2 separate regions of the Rattus norvegicus genome follow, and region 1 is linked to region 2. Evidence: chromatin contacts called from public Hi-C data. All regions are on one chromosome and are shown on one strand. Each heading gives the region's core, a stretch centred on a gene start, on an enhancer-like site or on the middle of the called end of the contact. The rest is flanking DNA. Distances are from core to core; before and after follow the strand shown.

What was found. A called contact is a pair of places that touch in the nucleus more often than the background predicts.
Region 1: a Hi-C map of liver shows a contact between it and region 2, with 10 times the contacts expected there. The contact joins the enhancer-like site here to the promoter of Plpp3 in region 2. A contact is called at or near these places in 9 of 12 Hi-C or Micro-C datasets (the A7r5 cell line, Schwann cells, frontal cortex and 5 more) and 1 of 1 datasets of contacts at active chromatin or transcription factors (oligodendrocytes).

Annotation. Positions count from the first base shown.
Region 1 is chr5:125,900,707-125,906,869 of GRCr8, reverse strand. LOC120102941 (a long non-coding RNA gene) reads right to left here. Exons shown (of 4, transcript XR_005504921.2): 4 at 5,153-6,163. Among named protein-coding and RNA genes, the nearest start is that of Rpl32l3, 30 kb to the right of the region's middle. Within about 2 kb of position 2,934, at least 6 of the 93 cell types and tissues checked have an H3K27ac peak or open chromatin away from gene starts, as enhancers often do. A contact at or near this core is called in hepatocytes and liver, where this site is marked.
Region 2 is chr5:125,151,096-125,157,284 of GRCr8, reverse strand. Plpp3 (phospholipid phosphatase 3) reads right to left here and starts at 1,285. Exons shown (of 6, transcript NM_138905.2): 1 at 730-1,285. The coding sequence starts at 868.

The sequences.
Region 1 (6,163 bases), core at 1,685-4,184, 750 kb before region 2:
GTGGCGCCTGATGACAAGCCACATTTCTAGGCTTTCGGAAGAATTATAAAAGTGGGTCTCTCTCCTGGGATCAATCTCCTCAGATACATCTCGATGCGTTGTGAGAACCAGAATCAAAACCATAATAACTCATCATGCAGTGAATTCACAAGCTGCTAGTCCTGGGAGACCCTCTGGCAGAGCCTCGGGTTGCAGAGTGATTTCTCAGCCAGACTCTGAGTTTAATCAGTCCCCACTGCCGAAAAGGTGCTAACATGATCCAGCACCTCTCCTGTTCGCCACCGCTTTCCCTTACGCTCACAGTTAACCCCTCCATTCCTGCGGGAGATGGATGCTCTCCCCCACACTTCACAGGAAATCTTTAAAAGACACACATATCCATGAAAGTGGTGCCCTAGGACCCTGCAATGTCAGAGTCAGAAAGTGGGACCTGTTATACCCGGTTCCATAGTTCCTCCACATGGGGACAAGGGGATCCTCCTTGTTCCTCATCATCTCTGAAGGGGAACAGGGCTCTAGAGATTTGGGTTTCTCTGGGGAGGAGCCCAGGTATGGTGCTTTTAAAAAGATTTATAGTGACTCAGGTAGTCTGAGGTTGACTAGTGTCAAGTTCCCTGTAGCGGGAAATAATAATAAAAGAATCTCTACCATCCCGTGCTAGCGCTGGCTCCAGTGGGTCCCAGGGCCTCTGCGGGATACTTTCACCTCAATCAACCAAGTGTCTCCACTGCTACACTCCCAAGCTCCGTCCCACACTGCCGGCTCCTTTGGGTCACATGGACTCTGAGGGGGTTTTTCATCTTAAAGAGCAAAGTGTCTCAACCAGACTCGCCACCTCCTCACGCTGCCATTCCCGTTACTCTCTAAGCCCCGCAGAAGCCGCCCTCTTGCAACTCTCTTGCTGCCAACTCTCTTGCTGCCGGACTCTGCTCACATTCCCAGCATCTGCCCCCTGGGGTTATAGTCACAACTCCCAGTAACCCTTTAACATCAAAACCCAGTAAGCTTGTAATTTAGCAATCAGATTTGTATCTTAAATCATCAATCCATAAAACGTCCACACAATAAACTCATAACCAATTGATAATGATATAAACTGTCCACCAAGATAAGAGAAATTGTCCTATAAAAATCCATCCCTTAAGAAATATTCGTAACTACCTGTGGCCATTTAAGGCCACACGGATCTGGGTCGTCCTTCCCTGCCTCCATCTTGGTTCTCCTTTTCTTTCTCCTCTCTCCTGCCTTACGAAAACCCTGTCCCCACTTTACTTTTTCACTGCCCCATCCCAGGCCTTGCCTTACCTTGTGTCAACCCTCACCTGCATATAGACATCAACTACAGTTCCCAACTACCACTCACACATAGACCTTTTTAGTAAGGTCGCAGCTGCTCAAGCCAGAAGTTTAAGGTAGACTTTCCCTGTCATTTCTGTCACAGAACTTTCTTTCTCCACAATCTTCTCTTTATCTTCCTGTGATTTCTTCTAACCCAAGATCACAGACCTTATGCAGGATTTAGTAGTCATTGTGTGGGCATTGTTGGCCACATAACTCAGAAAGCTACCACCATCTCCAGTTTAGGAGTGGCTTGACAAAACAACTCTGGCAGGGTATCATCATCTGGCATGGGATTAGGCTTGTGACCCAAGTGGCTTAATTAGACTTAGGAGGGACATATTTTCTTTCTTTCCTGCTGGATATGAGCAAGGAAAAATACAGCCCCAATTGCCTCTGGCAGTCATGGGACTAGGAGGGGAAATGGCTTTACAGTGACATGAATAGGCACATATGCACACACACCTTATATATAAAACTAGCTATATACTCCCTGACATATAATGGATTTATAATAAACATGCAATAAATGAGAATGGAATGAGTGCCTCATTACTTGACTGGAATTGATTTAATTTGGACTCTCTAGAACAGCTGCTTCTGAAAAGGCTTGGTGGAGGGTTTAGAGAGAGCATGGTCTTTGTTACAATGACTCAGTTTTGTGGTGATAGAGAAAAACGAATCATAAACAATATATAAATAAATGACAAGGGCTGTGTTTCAATAAAACTTTACTTATAAAAATAGACAAAGGGCCTGATTTGTCCCTTGGGCTGTTTTCTACTGACCTATGGTGTAAATGGTGAGTAGGGTATTAGAACTATTGGACGGGATTAGGATTGACAATTTCTGGTCCAGCTGAAAACTCCCAGGCTCTTTGGACAGACATAACTAATCAATAACGACCCTTTCCATGATGGAACGAATTTGCTGCCCGCCTCACACTTCAACCTAGCACCCTCAGCTGACCCATCAGTACTGGTGTGCCTCTTTGCTACCCATTCCAAAACAGTCCTCTTAGTTGTTTACAAAAGCTGTGGTTGGGAGCTTGCAGGTATTGTAGGTTCTGCTGTGTGACCATTATCTTAGCCACTTTCTGTCTAATGTTGGAATAACTCCAACGTTGGGAATTTTGCTGACAGAAACATGAGAAATTAACCTCTGTAAAGATTCCATCAAGAGAGCCTGCCTGCTTTGCCTCTCTCTGTGTGTTTGTGATGTGGTCAGTTAAGCAAGGGATAATAATGTAAGCCAGTTGTGATAACAGAGTTAGAGCTGAGCTTCTGTTTGTCCCCTACCACCTTGTGAGTTACTGAGCGCAGTCCTTGGTTCTTGTGGCGAACAGTGACATCCCATTCCAGATGCCCTCTTTCCTCCCGTAGTGCCACTTGTCAAAGTGTCCACGTGTACCCCCTTTTACCTTTCACTTTTCCTTTTGAGGCTCCTGACATGTTTAATTCCCTGGCTAAGCTCTCTCCCTGTCTAAATGTTGCCACCCTTGCCATAGAATTTACTTTCTACACACATAAAACCGAACCTGGACATTTTCTCTAAGGTGAACTCTTGAGCAATTGCCTTCAGAGCAGCCATCCGTCCTGCTGGCAACAATGCTCCGAGAGTAAATTCTATTTCGTGGACTTAGCACTATCCATTATAGATCAGATTTCACTGAAGGCAGCTGTGTCAGCAGAAAAAATACCTCTTTTCTGGCTTTGTGTCTGTCCTGTCAATCAATCAAAGGGAGGAGGAAAAGAAACAACAATGAGACATCAGCTCGTGCTGGTCATGTGTGGAGTATGTTCACACTCAGTTCACCTTCAAAGTGAGAGTGATTAATCTTGTTCTGCTGGTGGGGAAATGACTAAATGAAAAGAGAGAGGAGGCTGGAGTAGATTTTATGAATTCTAGTTGTATCAGCCAGGGCCCTCATGGCTGCATATGTGCATGAATTGCGCACTTATGGAAATATGTATGCATACTTTATATCTTGTTATCTGTCAGTCTGCCTATCATCTACCTACCTACCAATCATCATCTATATCGATATTTGTCATCTATCTACCCATCTTTCCTCAATTTACTCTATCTATCTATCTATCTATCTATCTATCTATCTATCTAGCCATCCATATCTATCTATCTATCTATCTATCTATCTATCTATCTATCTGTTATTATTATTATTATCTAGTCATAATTTATCTAGCTGCCTTCTATCATCTGTCTATTACCTACCCACATCTATTATGCGTCTGTCTGTCTATCAGAAAGGTTTACTTTACAGAATTGGCTCATGTCATGGCAGCAAGTCTGTCAGGTGGCTGGAAAATCAGGTAAGAATTCTAGAGTAGACATGGATCTCAAATCTGATAGGCAAGACAGCAGGTCGGAAACCTAGGCAAAGTTCCTATGTTGAAGTATCATGGCAGAATTCTCTCTCTGGGATACCATGAGATCTGTGCTAAAGTCTTGAACTGAATGAGGCCCACTCATACTGTGGAGGGGATATGCTTTACTAAAGTTACCTGAGAAAACTTTTAATAAATATTAATTATATCTGTAAGACATCTTCATAGCAATGTTCATACTAGTGCTTGACCAGAAGACTGGGCATCGTGCCCTAACCAAGTTCTCACACAAAATTAGCCATCTCAACAGGTTTGGATTTTGCTTGTTCTATTTGTTTTTTTTCCTATTTCTTTCTTTGTCGGACTTCGGAAAGCTTAGAAAGACGGCCGCATTCAAACCTGACACAGCTAACCCGTGTTAGCTCTTAAGCTAGCTAAGGATTTGGACCTGAGGGACAACTTCCATTTAATGAACATGGATATACTATCCTGTCACAGGAGACACTTAATTTGCCTGGGATTCTGAAGTGACTCTGTTGGAACTTTAATGCTTTTAGAAAATGTTCGGGTACCCAGTGTGAAATCTCTGTTTCTTCATCTTCTAGTGATGGCTTCCTGTACTGCCTTGCTGTGGTGAACAGTGCACTTTCTACTGTTTTCTTGCTGGGTCTTACTCTGACCCTTTCCCTTCTCAGCCAGTACTCACAGGAGTAGAGTCCAGGTGGTCCATCCCTTCACATAGCTATTTTCTCTGGACCATCCCCAAGTCTGCAGCGGAGCCTGCTCTGCACATACTGAGTCTGCTGCCTTTTGGACTGACTGCCCAGCTATCTCTAAGCTTAAGCAGCCTGGGCTGACATCTCATTTCCTCGTGCCCAGGATTCTGGACACTACATGGTGCACCTTTAATAAATATTTATTCAGCATCAAGTAAAGAGAAGAACGCAGCTCTCGATATTTTTTTGTCAACCTTCCAGGAAAAATGAGGTTGCTTTTCTTTTTTTCATCCAAGTAAATGACTGTCTGTGCAGGAGTTCCTCCAAGTGTTTGCCATTGTATCATGAATGTTCTCATGAGGAGCAATTAAGAGCCAAGAGGTGACTCTCATCAGTGGAATTTGTGTCAAGCACATAATTTTCCTTCTTCTCAAGAGCAGAACCTAGTGAGCTATCCAGGGCCCAGCACATGAAGAATGGTTTGCCATGCAGCCATTGCCCCATGGACTCGCTCTGAGGCTGCTCTAGGAAGGATGACAGCAAGGTGACAGGTATGAACATTAACCACTTCAAGGTGGTCTCGGTCTCTCTTACTGTCCCCAGGAGCCCATTGCTGTTGCAGATGTGACGCAGTGTGTGAGGAGACAGTGATGTATCTGTGTTTAGTCTGAACTGTCCAGCATGGCAGCAGCCCTGTGAGGGCAGCTGCCCAGAAGATGGAGGAAGAGGTGCGTGTGACTCATCATGCGCAGCAGGCCACCTCGTCTTTCCTCAGCTGCCAAGACCACAGCTCTGATCACCATATAATGGAATTTCTAATTTCCTCTTTTCAAAAATAAATGAGATATGTCCTCTGCATTGGGGAACCATAAAGGATTCAGTTCAAGTCCATTTCATTCAATAGTGTCATGATACTTATTTTAATGTCTTTGAATATTTATTCAGGCTGTGAGCCACGCATTAGGAGGCAATTATGAACAAGAAGCCATAAGCCTTGCCCTCAGGGAACTTACAGTCTAATTGGGGAGCTTCTCAAAGGAGGGAATGCAGAACTGGGGTCTGCCTCCAGCAGCTCCTACCACATCTAGAGCATTGGCCCCATGCTGGACACTCAGTCAGGCATTCTACGCGTGTCACTGTCCCCTCATGCTATCGGCACAATAATCTTTTGAAGTAGACTGTGTAATGATCTAGTAAGTAAGAAAACAGCCCTCAACTCCTTAACAGATTCATTCAAAAGCTTTAAGTCAGGGACAAGAGACTTAAACTTAGGACAAATATCTTTGGAGCCTAATCAATTTCTCATCGCTATATCTGGCTTCTAGGTATATCTACGTGGTCAACCTGGTTGTGTGTTCATCTAAATGCCATAGGTAGGTACATGGAAGACTCAGAGGAGGCCTAGGGAATGGGGACTTGGGTCTAGTATTTAAAGACTGTAGAAGTCCATCCTGGGGAAGACTATAGCCCATCTATAGAAAGTACTATAGAGCTGGGCACAGTGCTGTGCTGGAATGTGTAATGGTTTAGAGCAGTGGTTCTCAACCTTCCTAATGGTGCAGCCCTTTAATACAGTTCCTTGTGGTGACCCTCCGAACCATAAGATTTCTTTTTTCTACTTCATAACCATAATTGTGCTACTGTTATGAATTGAAATATAAATATCTGATATACAGGATATCTGATATGTGATCCCTGTGAAAGCGTTATTCACCCCTAAAGGGGTAATGAATCACAAGGTGAAAAATGCTGAGGTAGTGT
Region 2 (6,189 bases), core at 36-2,535:
CCTTTCAGCTGAAGTTTTCATCTGTTCTGATAAACAGAACGCTAGGGCCTCAACTTTGAGGCAGTGTAGCTCAACTGTGGCCCCCAAGCAAGACTGTGACTGCCTTTCTTTCAGTGGCCTCCCGGCACAAGTGAGCTAGTTTAAAACTGATGCCCGCGAAGCGGTCTATCATCCGGCACACAGTAGGCGCTCAACAAGTGATGTGCTCCTTGTAGCCCAGCACCTGGGTAGAGCCACGTTCCACCCTCTGCGGCTTTCAGCCAAGCGAGTAGCGAGTGACAAGGCCAGCTAGTGCGACTGGCCCTGCAAGGCAGCGCGACGGAAGGGGTGGATGTTTACATGCAGCCGGGGCCAGCAGCGCCACTCCGGTAGGAGCCCGCCTTGCCGGGAGACCGAGATGGGTCTCACTCGCGGACGCAGGGCGGAGAGCCACAGGTTTCCTCCAGATCTTGGAGCTCGAGCTCACACCTCCTTAGGGGTGATCTTCAGCTGGGAGTCCGTCACCCCTAAGGAGGTGGTTCCAGCTACCGCGAAAGCACAAGCACGCCCCAACTTGAAATCGCAGGCCGGGATTGAAATTGGGGTCCGGGAGGGCGGGGAGCTCGCGGCCAGCACGGCGCCCGGTGGTGGGGGAGATGGCTGCGGGACCCTGGGGGCTGACAGCGCGGCAGGGCCCGGGGTCGGGGGCCGGGAGGGGGGGTTGGGTGGGACTGGTGGGGCTGCGCTCACCCATGAAGAGGCAGAAGAGGTCGAGGCAGATGAGCAGCACCCGCTTGCTGCCGCCTTTCCTCGGGTTGTTGTTGAGCGCCGGGCTACCGCCGTTCTTACTCTCAGGGACGATCGCCTTGTCGTACTTGTAGCTTTGCATGGCGCTGGCTGCGGGGAGCCTCCCGGGGCGCTGCGGGCCGCCGCTGCTCAGGAGCGGATCTGCGGGCTCGGGACGCGGCGGCGAGTGTACAGCCCGGCCGAGTAGCTCCAACTGCAGACGCGGGTAGGTTTCCCCCTGAGCGCCTCTGCTTTCCTCTCAACCCCAAACTGTTCGCTAGTCCAAAGGGAAGAGAGCCAAATCCCGAGCAGGAACTTTTGCAAAACTGTGCTGTCCCGGACGCGCCGGGCTGGCGTGCGTCTGCGTGCTGAAGTTTGCGAGTGGGCAGCGTCGGCGTCCGGCCACGATCCTCCGCAGCTACTTAATGAATGGAGCAGCGCGGAGCCCTGCAACTCCGCAGCGTCCTGCAGCTAGCTCTCCACAGCGTCTGCCCAACTCCAACTCTGCCTCCTCCTTCTGCTCCTCCTCCTGCTGCTGCCGCCCGGGCTGCCGCTGTGATCGCTCGGTTTGTTTTCTGAGCTTATATTTCACGAGCGCCTTTAAAAGGCGAGGGGGGAGGAGAGGGACCTCCTTACTTGGCTCCAACAGGGTTCTGAAAGCACAGCCCCTTCCTTAAGCTGCCTAAAACGTAGGATAATTAAGGCCACATTTCCCCCACCCCCTTTCAAAAAAAAAAAAAAAAAAACCTGAAAGAAAAAGTTGCTCTCAAACCAGAGAATCCGGGAGCCCCTAGCGTTCAGAAACTCCAAAGCATCACAAAAGGGGGGGAAAACCATATAAATAAAAAGAAGCACTTTCTTGCTGGCCTTTGATTAGATGTGGGGAGAGGGTCGGTGGGAGGTCTACAATACTAAAATGCTTGCTTGCCTGCTTGCTTGCTTGCTTGCTTTATTTATTTATTTATTTATTTATTTATTTATTTATTTATTTACAAATTTCAGCCTTGAGTTGAATTATCCTAAAAATACAATTTTCAATTTAAGGTGGGTTTGTTGTTTTGGTTTTAACGTTCAGCACCGGATAGTTGTGTTAGATTCGGAAGATCCTGTGGTGTAAAAGATTCCGGAGCCAGACCCACCCTTCCCCACCGTCCCACCCACCCACCTCTGCTCTAGAATCCTGACTATGTCTCTGTGCCTTCATTTCCCAGCGAGTAGACTGCAGTCACGGAAGTATTTCTCCCCAGGCAGTCATGGTGGGGGAGATAACTGATTATTTCACACGCGCTTCTGTAAGAGAGCTTGTACACCAGAAGAGCTTCGTAAGTTGGGCCAATACTTCTATTTCTGAATTGGAAAACCAAAGCCAAGCCCACCCCCCTCTGCTAGTCCAGCTGGCCTCCAGCATACCCCAGCCTATTTGGCCTTGACTTTCAAGGAATCTGCTGTTTCCCCTTGAATGTGCTGATGATCCTCATGATGTTGATTACTTTTATATGAGTTGATCCCCACCCTCACCCCACCCTGGTCAAGAAAGAGAATTAACATTTGAAAGGCCCTTACACCTTCAATAGTATCTAGCCTGAGCGTACTACAATGTACAAAAGCACATTTCTTCCAAGGGTCGTTATAATACCGAGATGGAAATGGTTCCACCGTTCTAGCATTGTTGTTGTTTGTTTGAGACAGGGTCTCTCTATCTTTATATAGCCCTGGCTGCCTTAGAACTCACTTTTAGACCAGGCTGTCCTCAAACTCACAGAGATCTGCCTGCCTCTGCCTTTCGAGAGCTGGAATTAAAGGCAACTGGTTCTAGCTTTTAAAAAAAAGATGACTTATGTATATATTATTCTATATCAATCCGTACAGATTAGTGTTTTGCCTGCATGTATGTCTGTGCACCATGTGCTACCCACAAAGGCCATAGGGCTGTCAGATCCTGGAACTGGAGTTACAGATGTTTGGGAGCCAATGTGTGGATCCTGGGAACCAAATCTGGGTCCTCTGAAAGAACACTAATTGTTCTTAGTCACTGAGCCATCTCCCCAGCTCCAAGTTCTAGCTTTTGGATACGCAGTACAAATCTGACTGCCTTATTGAACCATTCTGTAACTCTGTATCCCACCGTCAGCCCCCTGGAGCATCCCTTTCACTGCACAGCCCTGCCTCCTACCCTTCTGCCTATGTTATAAGCCTTCCTCCCAACTAGCGAACCATTTCCCCTCTGGTGCACCCCGATCTTTCACCCTCTCTCCTTGTCCTGCTTGATTCCTGCACAGAATTAATTTTACCTTCAATGTTCTGTCTAGGCCACTCTTGTCACACTCACTCTAATTTGGTGTGGGCTAAAAAAAACTAGTCATTTGTATAAGTGGCCTCTGATTAGGGGCCATTGATGACCCTCAAAGAGACTCTTTAGTTCTCTGGGTTTGAGGTATGCTGAATTAAGCTCACACTGGAACTAATTAGCAATGAGACCAGCAAGGAAAGGTAAAGTCCTGTCTTCCGAAAGCAAACTGCACTAAGGGAGCTTTGGGGCGGCCATGTCAGCTGCCAATCAGAGGCATCGTCCCCATTCAAAGGAAAGCAGGTGAGGCCCCTCAGCATCTAAGAGAAGTTCCTTTAAATCTCCTTCAGGAGAAGCAGCACTGCCTCACCTGTTAAAACAGCAGCGACAATGAGAAGCTAATGTTATAATTAATAGCATTCAACAAGGGATTCTGGGTTACCAAAGGCTCTTCTATTGCTCACAATCCTCCAGCATACACCGCCTTGAAATTCAAAGATGAACATCTTCAGAAGTCCAAGCTGAAAAGAAAGGCAGCTTTGGCAGTCTTCTCTAACCTGTCCCCCACCTTGGATCCTCAAAGTATCTGGGCTCCTGTTTCCCACTCCACCTGATTTCCCTTTCACGGGCAGCCATGACTTGCTTCTCCAAGGCCTGAACCCCGAAGCCTGTCTTGGATTCAGAAGGAGCAATAGTGAAAACGGCTGTCCAAGAAACAATTAAGTGAAGCTCAGTTAGTTCGTCCTGCCCGCTCCCCCTCATCTGGGAGATGACGTACATTAGCAACAGATGCACTTCCCTCGCTGTCCAGCAATAGCTGGGCCACCATTGCTGGTTACAAATGACTAAGATGGCTGACTTTGGCCCACACTAGCTTCGGCTCAAGGCACCTATTCTATGTTAAGGTTCTCTGACTTAACCCCAATCACTTATTAAGAAAGATAAAATTCTGTTATCCCAAAAGCAGATTTAAAAAAAAAAATCAAGGAATGTTTAAATAAAAGCTTTCTATTTCTCCTTACGGGCCTTTCCTGACTAAAGGATCGGATTGTGGTGTTAAGGGGTAGGCACAGCTCTCTGCAAACAAGACTGTATTTGGATAGTGTTCAAGGGAATATTTGAAATATTCATTAAAACTGACTTTAGCAAGTCACCAAATACAGCGTCAACTTAATTCCTTGGGTGATCAGATACAAAACAGCCCAAACTCACATCGGGACGGGCTAATAGCAGGACCAGCAAGGAGCAGATGTGTCAGCTGCCAATCAGAAGCAGCATCGCCATTCAAAGGAAATCAAGCAAGGCCTCCTGACATCTGGAAACCCGACTTACTCTTCTTCCTCATTCTAGTTTGTTCCCCTTTGTTCTCCCTCTTCTCAGCTGCACACCTGACGCTGAACCATTTTTACCAGCAAATAAACCTCAGTGAAGCCAATCTGATGATAGTTTACAATGGTGTCATTTCAAAGTCATTAAGTAATTAAAATTCCTGGTAAACATAGCTTACCAAAACTCACACATTGAAATGACAGGCAGTTCACTAGCATGGCTGTGTAAAAACTATCACATCAGCAGGGATAAACGCCTTTTTAAGAGTAACTTACTACGTGTGGCAACAACATGTCCTTCTCAAATAACTGATCCCTCCCAGGAGGTTTAATAGCTTTCATTTCTAGGTTCTCTCGGTTACCTCATAACTCTCTCTGTGTCTCTGTCTCTGTCTCTGTCTCTCTCCCTCCCTCCTAATATCTATGTAATCATTTTAATCCCTGATATTTAATTAATCATTTTTTTATATTTTGGAAAAAGATATGAATTGGCTCTGGAGCTGTTTGAAGAAAGAGAGTAGCAGTCACTCTATATAGTTGTGTACTCAAAAACTCAGAGCCCCCTGTTTTAAGTTGTGAAAATTAAGAAGACATTAGTTTGGCTAGAAACTACCCAATTATCCAGGTTCTTCAAAGCTGACCCACTCCACCTCCGTATGTTCTAATCAAAGCTGGCTGGCTGGCTACTGTGAACACTGAATCTGATATTTTGAGTAACTCCATACTTTAGCCAAAGCAGGAAGGACCAGGGATGTGGTTCAGAAAATCGATTTCTGCTGTTTGACCTGATGCAAACAGAGGAACCAGCCCAATCCTTACTTTCCTCAAAACTTTTCAGTCAGGTTGGACTTTTTTTTTTCTTCTGTGGAAGATTCCAAGACCTTTTAAAAATGAAGTAATACACCTGAAATCACGTGATGCATGATAAACAAGTTGGTTCCGGCATTGCAGAAATAATAAATGATGTATTAAGTGAATACTATTTCTACAACATAAGTGACTTCAGTACTCATTAGTCCTATTTTACTGATGAGAAAATCTAGGCAAGCCTATTCAACTGGATGGAACCAGTTTTCTTACAGATAAAGTGGAAGCGATTCTCACATTAGCTCATGCAGTGCAAAGTCAGCTATGCTGTACAATCTATAGAAGAATCTCTCTCCTTTCCCCTGATCGCAGGAGAGAGTGTTATGCTCGCTTCAGAAAGGCAGAAACCGAATTCTGGAAGGACGAGAGCTTGCCTTAGGTTGGAGGTGAGGAGATTCCTAAAGTCCTGCTAGAAGCCAGATTTGTTCATTTCTAAGTCAAGATTGTCTTTATGCCACCAGGCATCTTCGTTCTGGAAGATGCTCAGAGGTTTCCACTTCCACCCAGCCGGTCTCCCAGAAGGCCTTGCGAGCTCCCTTGCAGAACTGGCCTTCCTTTGTTTTTGTTAGGAAACGAGGCTTTAATTGGTTTGTTGTTTCTTACAGGATGGTTAGATCACAATGTCGTTTGACATCATGTCTCCGAGACAAGAGATCTGTGTTCATCATTTGTCAAGCAGGTTGTTGTTACAGGAAAAGAGCTTTAGGAATATCAAAACGGGTTGCTGTGAGGCGACTTAGGAATCACATCAGCATTCTTACCGCTCTACAAACAGTACTCTTTTCTTTAACTGAAAGTTAGAGCTGCGAAGAGAAAACGTTACAGGACTTCACACAGTCAGTACCGATGGGCTAAAAACAAAAGCCAGGGATGCGGGCCGACTTAAGAAACTAGCAGATAAAGACACTCCCAAGCTTGTTCTAGTCAGTGTAAAACCAGCCC